Regions from separate parts of the Mus musculus genome. Here all the other regions are linked to region 2. Evidence: chromatin contacts called from public promoter capture Hi-C data. All regions are on one chromosome and are shown on one strand. Each heading gives the region's core, a stretch centred on a gene start, on an enhancer-like site or on the middle of the called end of the contact. The rest is flanking DNA. Distances are from core to core; before and after follow the strand shown. Region 1 holds the start of Zfp746 (zinc finger protein 746). Region 2 holds the start of Gimap8 (GTPase, IMAP family member 8). Region 3 holds the start of Zfp956 (zinc finger protein 956).

What was found. Promoter capture Hi-C pulls out the DNA fragments that hold promoters and counts their contacts.
Region 1: a promoter capture Hi-C map of neural stem cells shows a contact between it and region 2. The contact joins the promoter of Zfp746 here to the promoter of Gimap8 in region 2. A contact is called at or near these places in 20 of 39 promoter capture datasets (the 3T3-L1 cell line, 3T3-L1-derived adipocytes, the C10 cell line and 13 more), 1 of 15 datasets of contacts at CTCF or cohesin (pro-B cells), 16 of 484 Hi-C or Micro-C datasets (the 63-12 cell line, B cells, CD8 T cells and 9 more), 1 of 115 datasets of contacts at active chromatin or transcription factors (memory CD8 T cells) and 1 of 9 other capture datasets (embryonic stem cells).
Region 3: a contact with region 2 is called in a promoter capture Hi-C map of neural stem cells. The contact joins the promoter of Zfp956 here to the promoter of Gimap8 in region 2. A contact is called at or near these places in 1 of 39 promoter capture datasets (neural stem cells) and 1 of 115 datasets of contacts at active chromatin or transcription factors (memory CD8 T cells).

Annotation. Positions count from the first base shown.
Region 1 is chr6:48,084,509-48,087,966 of GRCm38.p6, reverse strand. It overlaps Zfp746 (zinc finger protein 746), which reads left to right and starts at 1,374. Exons shown (of 7, transcript NM_001163475.1): 1 at 1,374-1,652. The coding sequence starts at 1,629.
Region 2 is chr6:48,645,376-48,648,621 of GRCm38.p6, reverse strand. It overlaps Gimap8 (GTPase, IMAP family member 8), which reads right to left and starts at 1,388. Exons shown (of 6, transcript NM_001077410.1): 1 at 1,337-1,388; 2 at 1,095-1,215. The coding sequence starts at 1,186.
Region 3 is chr6:47,951,430-47,954,718 of GRCm38.p6, reverse strand. It overlaps Zfp956 (zinc finger protein 956), which reads right to left and starts at 1,329. Exons shown (of 5, transcript NM_178898.4): 1 at 1,137-1,329. The coding sequence starts at 1,160. Zfp783 (zinc finger protein 783) reads right to left here. Exons shown (of 6, transcript NR_027963.1): 6 at 170-3,289.

The DNA.
Region 1 (3,458 bases), core at 125-2,624, 560 kb after region 2:
ATGCCCCAGTACAGGGGAACGCCAGGGCCAAAAAGTGGGAGTGGGTGGGTATGGGGGACTTTTGGGATAGCATTGGAAATTTAATTGAGGGAAAATACCTAATAAAAATATTTTTTAAAAAAAGGATTCCCCTCTCTCAAATGACTATAGCTTGTGTTAACATAAAGTTAGCCAGCACAGTCAGGGAGCTGGGGAAGGAGGGTCAGTTATTAAGAGTAAGAACAAAACTTCAGTTCCCAGGTTGCTCCCAGAACCTGAGACCCCTGACCTCCTGCACACGCGTACACATATTTGCATACATATGTGTGCATATACATAATCAAAAATAAAAGTAAATCATAAAATAAATAACGAATGGCAACAACAAAAAGATCTCAGGCACTGGTCTTGCAGGCTCCTGCTAGGGGGTGGCATGGAAGGCAATTCTGAATGGCAATACATCTTCTTTGCCACACGGGGCTCCACACTAGGCTTCTGGAGAAATTTTACATTTTGACTTTTTTCTTCCTTTCCTTGTTATTAAAAAACAAAAATATGAATTGAAAAAAATTAGGGGTCTGGGGTCTACTGGCACTACGTTAATGGACATGCTTCCAAACCTACCTAAACTTTGTTAGACATAACCTTTTATATGAACACTGTATGAACATGAATAATACACATGATAACACACATCTTGTTATACATTTGTTACGCATTTTAACGCCAAAATGAAGTAGTTCCGGACTACTCTCGTTCAACATCTTTCCACGCTTACCTGATATATCACAAGAGGGCGTTGGATCTGCGGTAACTACAGCTTGTGGTGAGATGCTGGGAACTGAAACCCAGCCCTCTGCAAGAACAGCAAGTACTTTTAGCCGTTGAACTGTATCTCCAACTGCATTCAAAAAGATTTTAAACGATGGCATTTTAACCCATTTTTCATGTCATTAAAATGTTTATTATAGTATACATACTATAGAAACCCCACATTTTTTGTGTCATTAAAATGTTTATTATAACACACATACATAATCCTACAGAGAACCTACTGTGACTTATCAAGCCATATTTCTATTGTTGGAAGCATTCATTCCATTTCAAGGCAAAAATAGGCGTGCTACAGCTGGACAGCTGCGGAAGTGACCGTGCCGGGGTGCGCACTGCCTGCCGAGGCCGTACCCCCAAGTTTTATACCGCCAAACCAGGTGGCACATCGCTGGTGAGCACTGGCGCCGCGGGGGGCGTGGCGATATGCGGGGGCGTGGTCGGAGGTCGGGCCGAGGCGGGGCCTCGTGAGGAGGGCGGGGCCAAGCGCGGCGGCAAGCGGGTGCCGGCGCTGCCGTTCGCCGCTCGAGCTGCAGGTGGAGCTGTGCCGCCGCGCTGCCTCCAGGAAGCCTCACGGGCCTTCGTCGGCCTGGCCGCGGCACCGGCTCCCAGGATGCAGTGTGGAGCGGCCGGGCGCTGACGGCGGCGGTGCGGCTGCGGGCGGAGCGGCAGCAGGCCGGCCTGCGAGGAGCGCGGCGGGGAAGGTAGCGGCAGGCCCGGGCGGCGCTGCCGGCGGAGAGGACCCGGCAGCCGGGCCTGCGTGGGGCCGCGCGCCGCGGCGTCGACTTCCTTCGCGCCGAGCAGGACAGCGCAGGGCCATGGCCGAGGCGGCCGCGGCTCCGGTAAGGGCGGCCCGCGCGCTTGGCCTGCGCGGCCTCGGGCCCCGGAAGGCCGGGGCCCAGCACACTGTGCCGCAGGCCCCAGGAGGGCTTCCGGGCCAGACCGGGCCTGCGGGTCCTGTGGCTGCGGCGGGCGGCCGCGAGGTCCTCCGGGGCCTACCGGACCGGGTGGAGCCGAGCGCAGGGAACGGCCGTCCGCGCCCGGGAGGCCGACCTGCGCCAAGTTCCCGGTCTGCGCGTCCCCGGGCCGGGCTCCTTCCTCAGCGCCGGGCCGGTGCTTCCCTCTCCCAGCTCCCCCCAGCGGCCTGGTGGCACCTGGGAGGTGTCCGACGTCGATTCTGTAGACAGTGAGCACCCACTATGTGCCCAACCCTCCTCAGGCGGCACGCGAGGACTGCTCGTATTTGTCCAGCCAGGCTGGCGCTGCACTCAGCCCGGTTTAGGCATGATTTTGTCTGCACTGCAAACCTGTGGGGTAGTAACTATTATAGTTATTATTTCATACAAAAGAAAAGCTGAAGGCCCAACGAAGTTAACTTGCCAAGAATCTCAGCGAGAAAAGTGTGGGAAGACAGTGCTCTCACAGTTCAATGTCTGTAATAAGGAAAGCAGTCCAGGTACACGAGTAGCCTTATGGTCGAACAGAAAGAGGTCGTAGCCAACCTGGTGGAGGTTCGAATGCAGGTGCTTAGCAGACTCTGGTGCTCCTCCCGCCCAGCCAGGTAATCTGTGCTTCTGTGAGTTGAGTTAGCTAGGGTTTCTAGGGCTTGGGCAAAGAGAGGCAAGGGCCAGACACAGGACAGTGCAAAACTGGTCCACAAGCCTGGAGATATGGTTTTGGATATGAGGCTGCAGAAATGGAAGGGGCTGGGAAGGCCTGGGCTTCGTCATATGGGTAGGAAAGAGTTGAAGGAATTGGCATCAGTGACTCCGGTCTCAGAGTACTGGCTTCCCTAGCTGTTTGGCAATTGACTATCCCACCTTCGCTTTAAGTTAGCAAGGTGCTAGGCTTCAGTAGAGCACAACCCCTACTTCCAACTACACAGGTCAAAGACCATGGACCCCATTTAAAAAAAAAAATTAAACAAGAATGACATCAACAAGATAGATGTTTGTGCAAATGTCTTTGTGTAACACACAGATTGCAGCAGAGAGAATGGGTGGCAAAGTACAAGGATACGTCTGAAATAGACTCTAGTCTGGGGCAATCCCAGTCAGGGCTGGTCCTGAGGAGTAAGGGACCAGAAGTGTCCTCCACAGCACTTGCTCCCTCTAACAGTTCTGCCAGTCAGAACCCATCTGAGACCCACTGAACGTCCCCAGTCAGAGCCAGTGTCCTTCCTTCTGTACAGCCTGAGGAACTCTTGAGCACCACCCAGGCAAGCTTTTCTGCCTCTGGTCAAGCTCTCATGTCCCCATTTTCTCATGTCTTCCCATTTTCTGGTTCTCAGCAACTCAGATGAGTCCACACTAGTTTCTAGAACTTGGTTTTTTTGGTTTTTTGTTTTGTTTTGTTTTTGTTGTTGTTTGTTTGTTTGTTTGTTTGTTTGCAAACAGTCACCAATCTTTTTTGTTCAAGAATATTCTTCTAGAATATAAGAAACATCCATCTTCAGGCACTGACCAGAAATGGCGCCCATGACAGGATCTCTGATCTACCCTGTGGGTTGCACCTTAGATGTACATGGAAGAGCTCCTCCCATTCCCTACCCAAATGTGTTCTTTATCCCCAGTAGGTAGTCACTAAAGCCTCTATGCCACTCCCAATGACAGGGATGCATCAGTCTTATGATTGTTGTTGCACATGTG
Region 2 (3,246 bases), core at 139-2,638:
ACAAGCAAGAGAACTTCTGAATGCCCATCAAAAACTGACCTCAGCAAAGGAAGAGCTTGATCATCAAGCTGACAGGGTGACCCATTCTGTTGGTGCCAGTCATCCTCTTCCCCAGTCACCTGATCATCAGCCAACAATCTCATCACAGTGGCCACAGTAACATGGATAGGGACTATACATGGGTCTGGTAATATCAAAGTATACAGTGCCATCTCTCTATAGCAGGATTCATGGGTCAGCAATTCATGGGTAAAAATCAAATGGGAACGACACTACTTGACCTCAGCAAAATCTTTGCTTCCAGTCCCCAAGATCTTACACTTTGTTAGCACAGAGGTCTTGGCTACAAAGAGCAAAATGTTTCCACCAAAAGACAATCATCACCCTATCCTGGCAGTTGAGTGAGTAAGTCTGTGAGTCCCGCTCTGTCTTCCCTGGATATTGCCCAAGGGTACCACGAGTTCAACCATTGGAAGGAGCTTCTGTGATTCATCCCACATCAAGGTGCAAGTGGTCCCAGAGAAAAGAGATCAGAGAGGCCTCCAGAGCCCAGCGGGGGAAGACGTTTAGTCCTAGACAGTGAGTCAGTCAGCATAAGAAAAGGAGTTAGCAGGTGAGGGCCAGTTTGGATTAAATGTACATAAACTCAAGACTTCCTTCAATACATGACTAACTGGATCTTTCTGTGAAAGGACTGGAAATTGTTCGAAGAGAGAATATAGGACATAGATACTGCCATCTGCTTCTCCAGGAGACCAACAGTCCCAGTGACAACCAGTGACTTCCTTCTGGGAGTCCAACCCCTGAGACACTCCCTGCTGGATCTTGAACCTCCCTGTCTGCCACACTTCTGTCCTCTTCTTCCTCCTTAGGTGTGAAGCCTTTCCCCACAGACCTCCTGGCAGGCAGCTGTTCCACATTCTTTCTTGGGAAAAATACGGTACATCCCTACTGGATCTGGTTGGAGTGACATAATTCCAGCTCTTGAAATCCAACCCAACACAGGGCAGACTGCCTTCCACAGTCTAAACTTATCACCCCCCCCCAAGCTATAATAGACCCCCCCCACACACACACACACCTCTGAAACATACCTCGGTCTTTCCCCCTGTCCTACTGATGCTTCACAGCTTCTGTGCTCTGCCTGGCTTCCTGCAGCTGCTCCTTGGTGGGATGAAGTCGCCATCTCTGCCCTCAGGTCAGTGGAAGCAAATCCTAAAGAGGGCCAAGAGCCACACAAGGAGAGTTAAAGATTTACCAGGCCACCCCAGTCTCCCTGGCAGGAGGATTTCCAAATGTTTCTAGGAAGAAAGAGGTTTCTAGAAGCATGTCTTACATCAGTAGAGCCTGAGAAGGAGCTCAGAGCACATAGGATGAACACGGAAGGGGCTTAGGGAGGGGCCGGTGTGAACACAAAGGCACAGGTCTTCTGGAGATGCCCTTGGGTGCCACCATGTGGCTGTGGGAGCACAGTCATTCACACTGCTACAGACAAAGATGGTAACAGAAAGGCCTACTTGGGTCTTGTCCTAGTAAGCTTCAGCTATGAATGTAACACAGACCTAGAGTCATCTGGGTAGAAAAAAAAAAAAAACAAAAAAAACACGACTGAATGATTGCCTATAACAGACTGGCCTGTGGCCATGCCTGAGAGCCATTTTCTTAATTGCTGATTTATATTAGAGTCCGTCAGGGTGGCCTGTGTCATCCCTCGGCAGGTGGCCCGAGCTGTGTAAGAAAGGCAGCTGAGCAAGCCAGAGGGAAAGGTAAGCAGCATTCCTTCATGGTCTCGGCTTTAGCTCCTGTCTCCAGGTTCCTGCCTGGAGCTCCTGCCCTGGCCTCTCTCCTGCAGATTATCACTTGTAGACTGAAATCAACCTTTTCCTCCTCAAGTTGCTTTTGGTCTTGATGTTTATCGCAGCAACAGAAAAGCAAACTAGATCAGGTCTATTCTTTGCAAAGACCAAAATCGGAAGTTTTTGATGAAGTCAGTTTGGGAGTAAAACCCAGCAGACTTTCCTCTTGGCTCATCCCCACCACCGTCTCCCTCAGCCTGGACTGATCACACAATGTAGATAAAACTACAAAGGAACCATTTGCTTTCTCCCAGAATAAAGTGCTCCCTCATAGATGAGAAAAAGCTTTCCCCCAGCTAGCAAAACACAGAAATGTTTGAACCTGAGTTTTCATATGACTCACAGAACTCACTGTGTCCCAGCGACCTAATCTGATCTGTACTTCCTAAGCAAGGGGCACACTGAGAACAGCATGGTTTCCTTGTTAGAAGTCTAAAGTGACGTGTGCTTATGCTATAAGGATCCTGAAGGATTTGGGGAACAGGGCACATACAGACTCATACACTGGCAAAGAAAACTGCCCTATCCCCCTCCCCCTCCCATTCACTCACCTCACCTTAATAAAGAAGGTCCACTCATAGAACAGTCCCCACCTCCCCTGGGCACCAGGTCAGTGCATAGAATACCATCTAATTAAAATGTTGAGGTGAAAACTATAGACTAGGATATACAGGTGCCTGTGAGGCTGAGCTAAGGGCTAGCAAGCTCTTGCTGCTCCAAAACTGAGAAGCCATGGACTTGGGGGCGGGTCGGGGGGAAGGGCAGGCGTCCTAAATGAAATAATAAGCTTTGGAAGAGTGCTTAAAGTGAAATTAAAGCTTCTCACAACTTCTTCGTGACTTAGCAGGTCGACGATTGGTTTGCTGAATGATTTTGCTCTGCGGCCTTTCTGGTTTGGCTCTAAGGAAGGATGGGGTCTCCTGCCCTCTAGTGGCCGTGTGTAACGACACATGGAGCAAATGAGAACCTGAAAGGTCCCTGCTGACTCTCCTAGCTCTCAGTAGGGACAGGACAAAGTGGGACTATAAACTAACAGAAATTGCATAAGGAGAAAGATGCGGTCATGCAAGGAGGAGTCTACGACGGCCATGAATTGTGTTAGACACAGAGGCTAATCTGTGCGTCACGCACTTTAAGACCAGCACTTGGGAGGCAGAGGCAGGTGAAGCTCTGTGAGGTCCAGGCCAGCCGGAGCTACATAGTGAAACTATGTCTCCAAACACAAACAAAAAAGAAGAGGGAACATTTGCAAGGATCCCACAGTCTCAAGTCAGGGAAGCCGCGGAGCCTGCCACAGTGAAACTACCTATGGGGTGTGAGCACCGTGGTATGTTGGCGAGCCGTGGGAGCAAGGGAGAATATGTGCTGTGGAAACCCCCACTTCCCTTCT
Region 3 (3,289 bases), core at 80-2,579, 690 kb after region 2:
GTAGGCAGTGGCAGAGAAAGCTGAAAGCCAGCATCTTAGTCAAAAGAAGGGGGGTAATGTCACCATGCATAACTGTAAATAAAATGCGGAGCTGTGGGGACTACAGATAAATCCTGGAACTTCCCTCTATCTCTAAGGTGGTCAAACAGAAAAAGCACTCAGGGTGTATGACATTTATTATATATTGTATTACCAATAAACATGAAGGTTCCTGACTATTGGTCAGAATGTGTTATATGTTCTAAACCAAAGACTGTAACGAATACAATTTTGTGACATTAAACTTCCCCCAAGATATCTTCCATAAAAAAGACACAGCAAAGTGTCCCACACAGTAAGATACTTGTCACTAGAAACTTCTCTCTTCCTCACTCCATCCTGAGGTCTGTGACCACTGACCCATACAACAAAATGTGGTTGGGAGGAGGCAGTCTTCACACATAAAGGTCAAATATCTTCGTCTCTCTGGGATCCTTTGCCACAAATCTAACACCAAGAAATGTCTTTGAAGTCACTGCAAAGCTATTGCTAGCAGGAGATGCCTCCTACCTTCAGGGACTGTAAATCTCATCTCAGTAGTTCACTCACCTGAACCTAAAACACGCCTACCCAACGTTTTCTATAACACTGATTCCCTAACTAGTTGCAGTAGGAAAGTCTTCCCGGTGTTCATCAAAAAACAACAAGCGAGGAAGTATGTATCTACTCTTAATAGAATCGAATTCAGGCCCGAAAGGCCGTGGAACCCTCCCTCCTAGGCAGGAGCTAGATTCTAGGTCCCAGGACCAAGAGGGCTAACTGGAGGGGGCCTTAGCTCGGGATTTGATCGGAGATGGCTAATACTTGCGAGATGGAGCAAAGAGGTCCTGGAAAAAAGGAGTCGTGGAGTAAAAACGACCGCAGCCGGTGCACCGGGCCCAGATATTTCCTGGTGAAGCTCAACGGCCGTATATTACAAATGATCAAACCCGTGGCAAAGGAGACAAGGACTTAATCATGTGGCAACAGACCTCCTAGTCCTCCTCCCTGACTACCTGGCTGAGCTCTACCCAATTTTAGGAGGTGGTAAGATGTCCTCCCGGCGAATTCAGGAACCGCTTCACATCCCCCACATGATCGGTAAGGGCCACCCTTACCGGTGCAGCGGCCGCCTCAGTCATGGCTGCGCGCGATTCTGCTTCGTCTTGTTGTAGCCGCTGTGTCCCCTACAGGCGGCCCTTCCTGGCCTCACGATACAGAATCAGGATGGTCGTCTTGGACGCAGTTGGCAGTTTGAGACCTAGACGTCCTCGCTGCTCCCGCGGCAGAAACGCAGGCCACACCCTCCACAAGGCGGCTCCCCATTGGCTAGCCCTGGAGGTTCCGCCCCTGACGGTAGAGAAGCCAGACTCTATTGGCTAGCTGGGAGCACAAGCTGCATAGCGTTCGCTAGCGTTTCGTCTCAGCCCCGCAGGTGTGAGCACTAGGTGTTGAGCTCCGTTCACCTTTGAGCTGTAGAGCCACGCCAACCACTAGGGTCACATGTTGAGACTCCCCAGAACAAACTAGGCCACAAACACGCAGCTACATTTTCCAGTGTATTTATAGAGCACCGATTAAGTTAATATTTCCACCTCCATGGTTCTTAGGGCCTTGTAACCAACCCAACCATATCTTTGTTTTACAAAATAAGTCATCAGAATCTGGGATCCAACGTCTTTGAGCTCAGGCAACCATGCAGCCTTTGTTCATTCTTAACTCAAAATACTCTTTAACCTGTCCTATTGAATTTCAGGTTAAATGCAGTAAGCCCAGTTGTGCATAATGGCACAAGCAAGGAAATCCTAGTAGGTAGATAGAGGTAGGGGAAAAAAATTCACTGCAAGCCCAAGGCGAGCCAGGATTATACAGCGCCTCTTCCCCCACCCCAGCACTTGGATTTGTGCTTCAAATATGAATACTTGTTTTCCAGAGAACATCTAAAGCATTAGAAGAGAGGCCTAGGAACCCCCAGAACAGCAACATGAGTGCTTGCAGCGGAGGATTAAGTTTGGGGCAGCTATACTGTCCACGTTCAGTCTGAGCGCTTACTGACAACTGCTGTCTTGCTTGCAGGGCCTAAACAACGGTTGGGTGTGCAGGCAAGTAACGTCCAGAACCATGGCTGCATGCCACAGTCTTGCCAGTCATACCCCTACCCTGGGAATGACGGCAGTGTCACCCTCTGCCTCGTCTGTGCAGGACTTCTGAGTGGCTACAGAGTCTGCAGGACTTTAGCAATAGCACAGCCAGGGATGAAGGCACCTGGGAGCCTTCATGTGCTCTGGTGTCTGAGTGCCAAACAAGAGAGCAAACTATCAGAATTGGAATCCATCACCCAGCTCCAGAAGCTCCACAAGGCTGTCCCCAAGGTGCTGTGACAAAGAGGCACATGAAGCACCCGCTCTCATGACTTTGAGGCATGACACTATCACCTCAAATTCCTGGTCTGGAGCTTGTGCTTTTGAAGGGCCCCTAAAGTACCAACTCAGCTGGAAAGTGAAGGAACTTCCACCACTTGGCAGGCACAAGGGAAAGGCCCTGAGACAGTGCAGGTCCTGTCCTGTTCAGAGCTGGGCCCTTGCAGGGCTGGACTTCCCTGGAGGACAGAAAGCAAGAGGAAATGCAGGATTGTTTAGCCTCAGGAATGAGTCTGCATGTGGACAGCCAGGTGGTGGCTCCTTGCCACACTGGGGGCACTGATAGGAACGCTCACCAGTATGGATACACTGGTGACAAAAGAGGTCTGAGGGCCGGCGGGAGGCCTTGCCACAGTAGGGACAGGCAGGCCAGCTCTGCCTCTTGCCTGTGTGCTGATGCTGGTGTAATACCAGGCTCTTCTGTTGCTGAAAGGAGTGAAGACATTCACTACAGTGGTAAACTGTAGTTGCTGGCCTTTGTCTCATGAAGGCATGGCTTGTTGGAGACCGGTGGCTTGTGGGCTCCTCAGGTGGCCAGTGGATGACAGGGCCTGGCACCACCACTTTCTCTGGTTCCAGTGTGGAGTGGCTTTTCCCTGACCTAATAGGCAAGCCACTCCAAGCCTCCTTGTGTTTCTTTTCTACATGGGTCTGCTAATGGATTGTCAGATTAATCTTCAAGCAGAAGCTCTGCCCACAGTCAGGGCACAGGAATGCCTGCTTCTGTGGCTGAGGAAGGATACAGGGTGGCTCTCCCATATCCTCTGCTGCCTGAGGTTCCCCAATCCGTGTGATGCCATCTGTGGCCCCTGGTCTTAATCCTGGTCCTTCTGTGGACTCTAAATACGGAC